Regions from separate parts of the Ovis aries genome. Here region 1 is linked to region 2. Evidence: chromatin contacts called from public Hi-C data. All regions are on one chromosome and are shown on one strand. The core of a region is the stretch at or near the end of the contact, and the rest is flanking DNA. Distances in the headings are between cores, read along the strand shown. Region 1 overlaps APP (amyloid beta precursor protein). Region 2 holds the start of APP (amyloid beta precursor protein).

Evidence for each region. A called contact is a pair of places that touch in the nucleus more often than the background predicts.
Region 1: a contact with region 2 is called in a Hi-C map of hypothalamus, with 4 times the contacts expected there. The contact joins the enhancer-like site here to the promoter of APP in region 2. A contact is called at or near these places in 6 of 16 Hi-C or Micro-C datasets (hypothalamus, liver, muscle and 2 more).

Annotation. Positions count from the first base shown.
Region 1 is chr1:131,148,032-131,154,619 of ARS-UI_Ramb_v3.0, reverse strand. It overlaps APP (amyloid beta precursor protein), which reads right to left. Exons shown (of 15, transcript XM_004002806.5): 15 at 3,129-4,112. The coding sequence ends at 4,011. Among named protein-coding and RNA genes, the nearest start is that of ATP5PF, 150 kb to the left of the region's middle. Within about 2 kb of position 4,734, at least 10 of the 54 cell types and tissues checked have an H3K27ac peak or open chromatin away from gene starts, as enhancers often do. A contact at or near this core is called in hypothalamus, where this site is marked.
Region 2 is chr1:130,833,804-130,840,709 of ARS-UI_Ramb_v3.0, reverse strand. APP (amyloid beta precursor protein) reads right to left here and starts at 1,833. Exons shown (of 15, transcript XM_004002806.5): 1 at 1,625-1,833. The coding sequence starts at 1,681. LOC105613472 (a long non-coding RNA gene) reads left to right here and starts at 268. Exons shown (of 5, transcript XR_006055662.2): 1 at 268-1,987; 2 at 4,546-4,607.

The DNA.
Region 1 (6,588 bases), core at 3,485-5,984, 310 kb before region 2:
CTTAAGAACACTGGAAAAAATAGGAATACAACAGTAATCCCTAGAACAAAAATAAAAAGCTTTCTAAACCACCCCCTTCCCACATTGAGTCCTTCCCTCATAGAGACAGTAAATATAATACACTCAGTAATTATAGGAGATATGAAAGAATTGAGAGCAAACACAGCAGTCATATGATAAAACTGAATGGGCCTAACTTGTCTATTAAAAGATTTTCAATTTGGCTCACGTAGTAAAAACTCAACTCTGTGCTGTATACAAGACACTCACTTAAAACGCAATTGAAAAAACTAAAAATAAAGGCTTGGGCAAAGATCTACCGGGCAAATAGTAACAGTGAAACAGCAGGAGTTGCCATTGTGATAGCCAAGTAGATTTTAAGTCTAAAACGAAACACATAAACAAACAATTCAGAGATATAAAGTGGCCATCGAACGAACAAAATAATTTCCAACTTCACCCATAATAAATAAATGTGAATGAAAACTGTATTGAGATGCTATTTTTTATCCATCAGACTGGCCAGGCCAAACTTCCTGAAAATCTCATTGAACTTTGGCCTGGACAACTACCACTATAATTCTATTTTGTAGCACTTTAGTTAAATTACCTATTGATTAATCTCTGGACCATCAGAGAATTCTTTCATTACACCTTAACTTGAAGAATAAGATTATAAAGCTTTATTCTTTTTCTCCACAATTATATATATGTCCATTTCCTTCTCCAGATACAAAATTGTGTGTACATATATGTGCATATATATATATTTTTTCATTAGCTTTGAAATGATCAATCTTAAAGCGTGCAACTATGAGCATTAAAGGATGGCTTGGGAGTAGCATCATATGTTTGGAAAGGTTTGGTTTCATTTCATTACTGTGCTTCATTACTGTTACATTAGGACTTGGGCTTCCCGTGTGGTTCTAGTAGTAAAGAACCCGCCTGCCAATGCAGAGATGTAAGAGACAAGGGTTCGAACCCTGGTTTGGGAAGATTCCCTAGAGGAGGACACGGCAACCTACTCCAGTATTCTTATGTGGGTAACTCCATGGACAGAGGAGCTTGGTGGGCTACAGTCCACAAGTCGCAAAGAGTGGACATGACTGAAGTGACTTAGCACTGATCTCCCCGTGTTCGCTACCTCTCTGGGTCAGGCGAAATGGAACTGTTGGTTATACATGTAAACTGTCACGTTAAGCATCTTCACATAGCAGTCAGGTCTAGTTGCCCTAAACTGCAAGAGGGAGATCAGTGTTTTGTTCTCCTGAAAATAAGACACAGTCAGATGAGTTTTAATTGAGTCGCTCATACTGCATAGTGGCCTGATAAAACACTTTTGATTAATTTTCTGTGCTTAGCGTTTAAAAGGCTGCCATCTAAGGTTACAAGGTGCTGGTTGGTTCTCATGCTCCCCTGTTCACAAGTGCAGCACAGCAACACCACCAGGGTCAGCTTGTTCTTGGACACTTGGAATAGCGGTGACCCAGGCTTCTCCCAACTGGTGCTAGTGATGAAGAACCTGCCTGCCAATGCAGGAGACATGAGACAGGTTCTGTCCCTGGGTGGGAAGATCCCCTGGAGAAGGAAATGTAACACACTCCAGTCTTCTTGCCTGGGGAATTCCACGGAGAGAGGAGCCTGGTGGGTTACAGTCCATGGGGTCCCACAGAGTCGGACTGAAGTGACTTAGCACACACGCAGACTTTTCCAATTAAAAATCATGTACAGTGTATGTGACATTGTTTTAAAATAGACATGCAGCAGAGGTTCTCAAGTGGGATGGTTTTGTCCCTCGTAAGGGACATCTCACGATATCTGGAGACATTAAAAAAAATATAGACTATTCAAAAAAATTAACTTAACTTTGGTTGCACTGAGTACTGGCTGCTTTTGCTCAGGCTTTCTCTAGCTGCAGCAGGAGGGCTTCTCAACACAGTGGCATGAAGTGGATGGAGACCAGGAATGCTCCCAAACATCTTACAATGTTTTTTTAACAAGGACTTATACCCTGCAAAATATCAACCGTGTGATGGCTGAGAACACTGCTTAGTCGCTAATGATCAGCTGGTCTTAACTTGTATTTTCCTAGAACTTTTCTCTTCATATTTTATTAGAAACTGTTACAATCTGTTTGTATGTTTGTGTTCTCCCACACTTCACATTGAAGTCCTGATGCTCACTGCGATGGCATTGGGAGGTGATTAGGTCATGAGGGTGGAGAATTCATGAATGGGATTAGTGCCCTCCTAAGAGAGGCTCCAGAGAGGTCCTAGCCCCTTCCACCACGTGAGGACGCAAGAACTCTGCGACCTTGAAGAGGGCTCTCATCTGACCACGCCAGCACCTTGATCTCAGACATCTATCCTCCAGAACTGTGAGAAGTAAATTTGATTTTTTTAAGCTCTTTTTAAAAATTTATTTTTAAATAAATTTTTAATAAAAAGGATGAATTGCTTTGCAATGTTTTGTTAGTTTCTGCCATACATCAACACGAATCAGCCACAGGTATACAAATGTCCTCTCCCTCGTGAACCTCCCTCCCAGATCCCACCCGATCCCCAAATTTCTGTTTATAAGCCACCCAGTAGCTTGTAATATTTTATTATAGTAGCATGAATGGACTAAGACGGGGACAAAGCTGAGGACCAAGATATGGCAGCAAAGTAGTTTGGACCAAGTGAAGACTGAGTTGGGTCTATAAAGCATTTTACTAAAGCTGGGAGATGCCTGTTGGCCCTAGTTTTCAGCTTGGACTTACTGTTAAGACACAACAGGTGTGGATACCCTGTATCAGAAAGCTCTCATCAGTCTTCCGGTGACTCAGGAGCAGAAGGTGGTTACCATGGAAGCATTCACGACAGCACAATGCCGCTCCTCCAAGAACGTATTTATTTACATGAAAACACCATTTTATACAAATTGAAGACAAATCTTGAAGGGTTTGCCCAGGCTTGCCTTCCCCATTCCCTGATTTTGTCCCTTCCACTCTCACCTCTTTTTGGTATCATAAATAAAGGGTTTTAGACTGGGTGAAAGAACCTGAATCTACCTCTTTTTCCCCATCCAAAGTTACTTTGAATATTTAACGTCCATAGTCATCCTTCAAAGAAAACTCTTGCCGAGAGTCATTTTATTTAATTTATTTATGTAATACAGTGTAGAAAGCTATCATGGTCATACGCAATGATCCTGTACAATCATCCTGCAGAAAAGTTTTTTGGGAGAATTCTTGGTAAACTGAGACCAGCAGAGCGCTCCCACCCCCACCCTCCCCAACCCGTGAAAGTGCTTACAATGAACAGGGATTCTTTGCTTTATCAAAGATCTGAAGATACATGGATGAAAAAAGCTTCAATTCTCAATGCCTAATGTGTGCACATAAAACAGGCACGAAGAAATAAATGTCTATCCTCATAATTCCTATATCACACATATAGCAGAAGCAGCAATCTGTACAGTAAAATGCAATTGTGGAAAAAAAAAAACTCCTCTAACTCATTTGGATTACATAAAAACGTTGAACTTTAAAATGCATAGTGATCAGGAAAAGAATACTTAGGCAAGAGAAGCAGCTAAACCCACACGTTCACAGAAAGCATTCCCCCATCGATTCTTAAAGCATGTTTCAAAGTAGGACTTAGTTGGGTCACAAACCACAAGGATAATATACAACTGGCTAAGGGGCTACGTGATAAATAATCAGGAGAGGATCTATTCATGCACTAGTTGGATACAGCTAAATTCTTTACAGTACACAAAACCCATTAATAATGTAGTGTAGAGACCAAAATGACCGAAATGTGAAGAGAGAGAATACATTACTGATTTGTATATTAATTCAAGTTCAGGCATCTACTCGTGTTACAGCACAGCTGTCGAAAGGCGATAATGAGTAAATAATAAAACAGAAGGGTTTGCTTTTCTCCACGTTATTCTCTAAATGAACACCGATGGGTAGTGAAGCAATGGTTTTGCTGTCCGATTTCAGAGGCTGCTGCGGCGGTGGTCTAGTTCTGCATCTGCTCAAAGAACTTATAAGTTGGGTTTTCGTAGCCATTCTGCTGCATTTTAGAGAGGTGGCGCTCCTCTGGGGTGACAGCAGCGTCAACCTGCAGAGCAAGAACGAGGACAAATGAGTTTTCTTTTTTTTTTTTTTTACAACAATCTTTTAATAGCACACACGGAGAAGCCAGAGAAAGATAAGGTGCACCGCACTCTTTTTTTTTTAAAGCCAAGATTGCAGAACACCCACAAATTGTCCTTTCTTTTCCACTCTGACGTAGAGTAGAGGAGAAGGAGGTCTTCCCTGGAGCTCAAATGGTAAAGAATCCACCTTCGATGCAAGAGACCCGGGTCGATCTCTGAGTCGGGAAGATCCTCTGGAGGAGGGCATGGCAACCCACTCCGGTATTCTTGCCTGGAGAATCCCAGGGACAGAGGAGCCTGGTGGGCTACAGTCTGTGGGATTGCAAAGAGTTGGACACGACTGAGCGACTAACACTACTAGAGGAGAAGGCGGCGACAGAGGATGAGATGGTTGGATGGCATCACTGACTCAACGGACATGAGTCTGAGCAAACTCGAGGAGATAGTGAGGGATAGGGAAGCCTGGCGTGGTGCGGTCCATGGGGTCGCAAAGAGTCGGACACCACTGACCGACTCAACAACGCCCGAGCCCACCAGTTACGCAGACACTCCATCTGGCCACTAGGTGGCGCTCAAACCCTTGACCGGCTGGCTTGCCTTTTGCGGTGCTCATTGGTTGCTTCCCTCCCTTAGTAGTAACTGGATACGCTTAAGGCAATAAATATTCTCTTCCCCTGTTGGCTTGAAAAAGGACAAAAGGCTTCCATGAAAGACTGTTTTAAAAGTGTGGTGTCAAGCTAGGAAAAAAAAAAGTTCGAGTATTAGAGAGATTTAGCTAAGCAGCTGTGTCTGACTCTGTAACTCCATGGACTGTAGCCAACCAGGCTCCTTCGTCCATGGGATTTTCCAGGCAAGAATACTGGAGTGGGTTGCCATTTCCTTCTCCAGGAGACCTTCCTGACCCAGGGATTAAACCCAGGTCTCTCACATTGTAGGCAGACGCTTTACCGTCTGAGCTACCAAGGCAGGTATGCTTGTGGCTCAGCGGTTAAAGCGTTTGCCTCCAATGCGGGAGACCCAGAGTTCAATTCCTGGGTCAGGAAGATCACCTGGAGAAAGAAATGGCAACCCACTCCAGTATTCTTACCTGGAAAATCCTATGGATGGAAGAGCCTGGTAGGCTACAGCCTATGGGGTCCCAAAGAGTTGGACACGACTGAGCGACTTCACTTTTCACTGACACTCAAAATCTGAACTGCTGAGTATCTCCACACCCTTGTTTTAGTTTATCCCTGCTTTTGCCAAATTTAATACGCTAAAGAGGCACACAGAAGCAGAGATGGCTCTCGGAGGGGGCTTTCCTGATCAGTTAAGGTGAGGGGGGAAAATCCAAATATATTTTCTCTGGGGTCTGTTCCCTTTAATGGGTTCCTTCCGAATAAAGTGGGTGCGCTAACGGCAGAATTCTGGACACTTCAACGTGAATACAGATGAGGAACAACATTTCCCGATGAAGCACAGTGAAGTCCAAGCTGCCAGCTCCAGGAGACCGGAAAGGGATGCAATTTACATAGAATACACGGTGCAAACCCCTTGGGAGGGTGCTACCTGGAGATCTCGCTCTAGGATTGACTAACAGAAAACAACCACTGTGGTGTCAGTTTAAAATCCATGGAGGAGCATGAGGGAAAAAACAGGCTGGGGTAGCTCTGCAAGACTGAGGAATGGGAGAGAGTTGAGACAGTCACTCTTGACAGGGAACTGTGAGGTTTTCCGACGTAGCAGTCTCCTTCCCAGAAAACCTGCACCTTCCACTGATAAGAGCAAAAGGGAAACTTCTGTACCTCCACTCCGTCTGACCCCCCCCAACATACTGTTAACTCCATTCTGCCTTTACTTTTATATTGAAATTCTGGGAGGGGATGTTCATTTTCTCTCCCCGCCCCAGGAGGCTGTAGGTATCTTGAAGGTAGGATTAGTTATATTTTTGTCTTGGTACTAAGTGTTACACATTCCTGGCAGTGCCTAAATGATCAATTTCTGCTTGATTAAACCTAAGTCGGTTTCAGAAAAAAAAGAAAAAAAAAAAAAGATAAAGAACATACTGTTCCAGATTATTATTTTTAACTGAGCACTAAAATTCTAAAAGTACGTCTGGCTAAAGATTTAAACAGATGCCCTCTGTTGATATGGTGGGTCCTCTGAGTTGTAAACTTGGTTTTGTCCTCCCAGGGTCTCTGTCAGGGCCAGCTCCACTTACTCTCTCCAGGCCAAGCCAGATGTACGTTTCACGCGGGGCAAGGTATTCAGCGAAAAAGCAAGAGAGTTTCAGAAAAACATCTATTTCTGCTTTACTGATTAAGTCAAAGCCTTTGACTGTGTGGATCACAATAAACTGTGGAAAATTCTTCAAGAGATGGGAACACCAGACCACCTGACCTGCCTCTTGAGAAACCTCTATGCAGGTCAGGAAGCAACAGTTAGAACTGGACATGGAAC
Region 2 (6,906 bases), core at 584-3,083:
TTGTTTTTTGGGGAAAATTACCACAAGGATGGGGAAAAGTTGGGGGTAAAAACGGGGAAGGGAGGTGACGAATGGTAAAATACCGAACGGGAACCCAAACGATGCAAAATTACGACCTTTTTTGCCCCAGCTGTCAAGCAAACAACTTATAAGCATCTTCAGATAAAAAGGAAAACGGTGATTTGGCACAGGCGTCAGCTGAATGTTGGGAGAGTTGGATGAATGGGGCAGACTTGTTATATACACCTAGTGGTGGGTGGATTTCCCAGGCTGCAGCCTCCACAGCTTTTCTTTGCTGCACTGCAGAGGCGCCATCTTCTCCGTCTTAATCTTCGCTCAATTTCCAGCCTTTTATCTGCACCCTAAAAAAAAATGACCCCGAGGACCCTCCCCAGCAGCCCGCGCCCCCCGCGGGGAGCTAAATCACAGTGCCCAGCGCTGCCAGGGAAGGGGCCGCGCCTCGATCCGACAAACGCCTTCTTTGATACACAGGAGGGGAGAACTCGTGCAGCCCCGCCACCCGCCCGTGCCCTTTCCAGACGCACGCCGCACTCTCCGCCTATTTTTCCCCCAAGGACTTTGCAACCGAGAAAAGAATGAGCCAGCCTCGGAGGTGATGGGGGTAAGGAGGGGAAGATGAGGGGTTCCGAGACGCCGCCAGCGCGTCCCCAGGCAGCGCCCCAGCCCCCTCGGGGACGGACTCGCAGCGCGGGGAAGGGAGTCAGGCAGGACGCTCGGGTGGCGCACAGACCACCGCGCCCCGGGGCTGGCGAGGGCGGGGTGTCGCGGCTTTTGTTCCTGGGGACCTTCTCCCTCTCCGGGTGAATCCGAGGGTGCGCGCGAACGCCCTGGACGTCTAGGCTTGGGGAAGGTGCGAGGTGGTTGTGGGTCTCCGACCCCTCCCATCTCTCGCAACTTAACACAAAAGGGAGACGCCGAGAGGCACAAAGTTTGCCCGCGGAGGGTGGTGCGCGACCCTCCTTGGGGTCGCCCTCGGGAGCCTCCGCGATGAGGAAGGAGGAAGAGGTCTGGCGAGGAAAGGGTGGTGGGGATGGGAAAGGAAGGTGAAACAGGGCGGAAAAGGCCAAGGGAAGCGAAAGGGTGGGGTGGGGGGTGCCCAGCCTCCCCGAGCCGTCCCGACTCCTCCTCCCCCGGGCCCGAGAGAAAGGAAAGGGCAGCGATTAAGAGCTGGGGACAGAATACAGGGACTCCTGCGTTTTCGGTTTTCCCCACGTGTTCTCTCGGCCCCCACCGCCCCATCTCCCATCAGTATGTCTCTTGCCTCCCCCGGGCCCCGGCCCCGAGGAAGGAGTGAATCAGGATCTGAGCCTAAGAGAGCCTCCTCCTCGACTCGCGCCCACCGAGACTGGCGCGGACCCCGGGGCCCGACACCTCGCCGGATCCCTCTGCGCCGGCCGGAGCGTGGGTCCCCGGGGCAGGGCTGGGCCGGAGGAAGAGATGCGCAGGGCGCCCGCGAGCGGGGGCGTAGGGCGCAGAGCCGAGAGAGGGGCCCTCGATCGCTCCCCCCAACAACCGCCCCGCTTCTCTGGATGAAAGAGGGAGCCGGTCCCCTCCATCCTCCACCTCCCTCCACCGTCACCCCATTCCGAGGCGCGGCACTCACCTCCAGCGCCCGAGCCGTCCAGGCGGCCAGCAGGACCAGTGCCAAGGCGGGCAGCATTGCGACCCTGCGCGGGGCACCGAGCGAGCTGCCGTGCGAGGAGGATCCGCCGCGCCCGTGCTCTGCCTGTGTCGCCGCCGCCGCCGCCGTCTCCGGTGGCCCCGCGCTCTGCTGCTCCGGGTGCTCGCTCTCCTACCGCTGCCGAGGAAACTGACGGAGCGGCGGCGCGGCGGCGGGGCTCGGAGCCCGGCGAGTCAGCTGATCCGGCCCACCCCGCTCGGCACCCGAGAGAGACCTCTAGCGGAGCCGCCGGGGAGCTGCGCCCGCTCGGCCGGGAGGGGCCCGCGCCCCCCGAGGCGCCCACAGGTGCGGCTCCCGCGGCTCCCTTTTCTCCCCTGCACGCGCCTTCCCGGGCCCCCGACCGCCCGGGCCCGGAGCAGTAGGAGGGAGAAAGCTGGGGTCGGGAGAGGGAGGGATGGTGCAGGGGCAGGGAAAGGGGAGTCCTAGAACGTCTGGATTCCAGAAAAGTCGAGGGCGCTCTCCGCTCCTACCCGCGAGCTTGATTCATAGGACCCCGCAGGCCTCTCGGGGGTGTAGTATAAAGGACTGCTGCTGGGTGCGTTTTAATCCGCATTTCGGATTTTTTTTTTTTTTTCTCTGTCTCGGTTTGGAGAGGTCTGGGAGGCGTTTCTGGAAGAGAACGAGACAAGCTTAAAGGAAATAGGATTTCTTTGCTTGTTAGGACAGCAAAAGCCTCCACCCCCCTCCCCCGCCCCGCTCCAGTCAAAAGCAGCCACGAGGAACCTGGAATTTCTATCTTTAGACCGAACCGAAGGAGAAAGGCGCCGGACCTGGAGAAGAAGCGGCGACCTATTTAGTTCTCCTTGAGAGAAGATTTTGTTTAAAAAAAAATTTTTTTTTTTTTTTTTTTTTTGGTTTGAGAAAGGGAAGACCATATGGGTCGTGGTGGTGGTGTTTTTTAATCAGGCAGGGATGTAATATCTGAGATGCGGGTGAAGTGAAAGTTAAGAGGGGAAGGGTCTGGAAAGATGACTCCCGTTCGACCCCAATAGCTCAAACTCTGTCCTTGTTCTTGCTTGTGTCTGTCCTAAATCACAGAAATGAACCTTCTGGGAAGCCACTTTCTCCTCGATTAAACACAAACCACCCAGTGTCGGGTTAGTGTCCGGTGAACCTAGGATGGTCTACAACTGCCCAAACGTATCCCCTGCTCTTGACCTAAAGAGGCCTCAGTCACCAAGGCAGGGTCCCCAGCCGGCCTGCAGTGAAAGGAAAGAAGCTAGGGAGTCAGCCGTGGGATCTTTGCTCAGCCAGAGGTCGCCTGCTTCCTTCCGGAGGACTCTGTGTTTCTCTGCCAGCTGCCTTAGATGTAGTCTTCTGTTTTCAGCCCCCTAGGTATCCAAGCCTGACTCGTGGATTACTTTTTCCCATGAATGACCTTTGACGGTCCTCCACAAATAATGACAAATAATTTGTTGCCTCGAATTGTTTGTTTACTTTTATTGTTGAGTTGTGCAGTCACTTCCACTCTGCGCCCCCATGGAGTGTAACCCACCAGGCTCCTCAGGCAGTGGGATTTCCCAGGCAAGAATACTGGATTGCCATTTCCTTCTCCAGGGGATCTTCCCAAACCAGGGACTGAACCCGGAATTGTTTACCACTGAGCCCAGGGAAGTCCATTTGTTGACAAGCTTTATGTCATTTCCTTTCCATGGAAGCCCATGAGGCCCTTACTGTTATTCTTCCCATTTATAAATTAGGACTCTGAAGACCTCCTCCCAAATCTGACAACAAGTAAGTGACAAGTAGCTGGGACTGCAGAGGGAAAAAAGCCCCAGTCACAGCAAAAACCCAGTTTCTTTCAGACATGTTGACCCACCACTACTCTGTCCTAGGTTTATAGGAGCAACTGAGGGCATCTGCATGCAAATAGGAGTATGACTTAAAGATGGGGAGGGAGCCGGGCCAGCTACACAATTTACAGGGTCCAGCGCAAAACTAAACAATGGGACCCTTTGTTCCCAAAGTAAGAATTTTAAGATGGTAACAGCAGAACGTTAACCACGCTTGGTGCCCTGAGCACGGGACCAGGTGTGACCTAACAGACTGCATGTCCCTGGAGCTAGTCCTGGCAGGGAGGAAGCATTTTTTGAAGAGTTAAGGGACTTTTATTGAGCACAAAACTCAAAAATAGAGAGGTGAGGTTATAATCTCTGAAAATACAAGTTATGTGGTGTGGCATATGCCCTTCCCACTGTTGAGACGCACCTCACTCACCCATCCCTGCAAAAGACCTTCCCCAAGGAAAGATGATTAGCTGCTGAGTCAGAAAGATGATCACTCTTCACTCTTTTTCCTGCTTCGTCACCACTCAAATCCTGTTGGTTTTGCTTTTCAGCCAGTGTCTCTGTTCTGTGTTTAATGCCATTTCCTGCCCCGAGGTTATCTTCAGGATCCTCTGAGGAGTAAATACCAGAACTTCTCTAGTTAGAACTGTAAACTCTGGGAAAGGGACTACCCACCCATTGGCTTCGATCTCCACAACGGTTCCAGGCCAGACCCAAAGGCCCCAGCTTAGGAGACATTCACTAGCTCTTCAGACAATGCATTGTCTTTGAACTGCTCTGGTTACTCGAAAAGTCTTAACTTAAAGCCACATCCTTTTCCTTTAACCTCCCACTCAGATGTCCCTGTTGCACTTCTGTGACCAAGCCAAGCCAGTCTTTTCCACACCACAGACCTCCACATCAATAAAACCAGCAGTTTTCATGTTACTCCAGGGTCCTATCTTCAGAAAGTAACACAGCCGCTCCCTTCCACAGCTGTGCACATGGCACAGTGGCACCTGTTTCTGGTTCCTTCCACACTCCTCTGAGTGTGGTGTGTCTCGTGTCTTTTCACAGTGCTCCAAGGCTGCTGCGGTCACTGCCATGTGAAGGAGTCCGTTGCCCACCTCAGTCTGCAGGTGAGTGTTGAATTGGATTGGGTGGCCTCACATTGGTCGCATTTGCTACCAAACCTCCCATCTGTTTTATGTATAGTGCTCCTGAGTTGCATCTCTGTCACGTTATGTTTAGGGTGTTATCTGTGCCCTGCAGATATCACCAAAAACAATCTTTTTTTTTTTTTTCTAATTGGGGTATGTGCGTGTGTTAGTTGCTCAGGCATGTCTGACTATGCAACTCCATAGACAATCGCTTGCCAGGATCCTCTGTCCATGGAATTCTCCAAGCAGGGTTACTGGAGTGGATTTTCCCAACCCAGGGATTGAATCCAGGTCTCCTGTATTGCAGGCAGAGTCTTTACCATCTGAACCACCAAGGAAGCCCTTATTGGGGTATAGTTGATTTGTAACATAAGTTGCAGGTGTACAGTGTAATATTCACAGTTTGTAAAGGTTATACTCCACTTATAGTCATTGTAAAATATTGGCCATATTTCTTGTGTTGTACAATATATCCCCGTAGCTTATACATAGTAGTTTGTACCTCTCAATCCCCTACCCCGGTCTTGCCCTTCCTTTCTTCCCTGTCCCTGCTTGGTAACTGCTAATTTGTCTTTAGCTGCGAATCTGTTTCTTTTCTGTTACATTCACTAGTTTGTTGTATTTTTTCCATTCCACATATGAGTGATATCATACAGTATTTGTCTTTCTCTGTCTGACTTATTTCACTTAGCATAATACCCTTCAAGTTCATTCATGTTGTTGCAAATGGCAAAATGTCCTTCTTTTCTGTGGCTGAGTAATATTCCATTGTGTGTGTGTGTGTGTGTGTGTGTGTGTGCACCACATCATCTAGTCACATGTTGGTGGACACTTAGGTGGCTGCCATTATCTTGTCTGTTGTAAATAATGCTTATAGTGCTTCTGTGACCACTGGAGTGTGTGTGTCTTTTTGAATTAGTATTTTCCCTTTGGGGGTATATACTCAAGTGTTGGAATTGCTGGGTCATGTGGTACTTCTGTTTTTAGTTTTTTGAGAAACCTCCTTCTGTTTACCACAGTGGCTGCACCAGTTTAAATTCCCACCAACAGTGTACCGGGCACCCTTTTCTCCATATCCTTACCGACACTTGGTATTTGTGTTGTTTTAGATTTGTGTTCTTTCTTGCTTTAGCTGTTCTGAAAGGTATGAGGTAATATCTCATTGTGGTTTTAGATTGCATTTCTCCAATGACTGAGGATGTCTAGCATCTTGTGAGTTTTAGCCATCTGTATGTCTTCTTTGGAAAAATGTCTATTCAGGTCTTCTGCTCATGTTTTAATCAGATTTTTTTATATTGAGTAGTATGAACCATTTATACATTTTAAATATTAAACCCTTATCAGTCATATCATTTGCAAATACTTTCTTCCATTCTGTGGGCTTTTTGTTTTGTCAATGATTTCCTTTGTTATGCAAAAGCTTTTAAGTTTAATTAGATCCCATTTGTTTATTTCTGCTTTTATTTCCTTTGCTTTAGGAGACAGAGCCAAAAAAATATATGGCTACAATTTATGTCAAAGAGTGTTTTGCCTATGTTTTCTTCTAGGAGTTTTATGATTTCCTTCAAAACCAATTGTAGTCTGAGCCAGAATGTGGGAGCTGTATTAGTTGGCTAGAGTTACCATAACAAAGTATCACAGTCTGGGCAGCTTAAACAGCAGCAGTTTGTTTTCTCACAGTTCTGGAAGCTAGAAGTCCATGATAAAGGTGCTCATAAGGTTGATTTCCTCTGGGGCCTGTCTCCACTTATAGATGGCCACCTTCTCCCACTATCTTCACCTGGTCATCTCTGCATGCCTGTGTGCCAATTCTCTCTTCTAAAGACACATGTTGTATTAGATTAGAGGCCACCCTGAAGACCTCATTTTAACTTAATTGCCTCTTTAAAGACCCTATCTCTGGAGCTTCCCTGCTGGTCCAGTGGTCAAGACTCCGAACTGCCAGTGTAGAGAACTAGGGCTCCATCACTGTGTTGGGGAGCTAAGATCCCACATGCCACACAGCGTGGCCAAAAGATTTTTTTAAAAAGGCCCTGCCTCCAATTGTAGTCATATTTTGAGTTACTAGAGGTTAAGACTTCAATGTAGGAATTTGGAGCAGGGGGATGGGAACACAGTTCATTCTGGAACAGATGCTCATTTAGAACAGCTAGGACTGGCTCTATAATCCTGACACTGTTCTCTGACATTTAGTACCAGTGATCAGTGGTTCATCTGCCCTGTTCAGTTGGAAGATCATTCAGCTCAATAGAAAGAAATTGAGGAATTCTACTTTCCT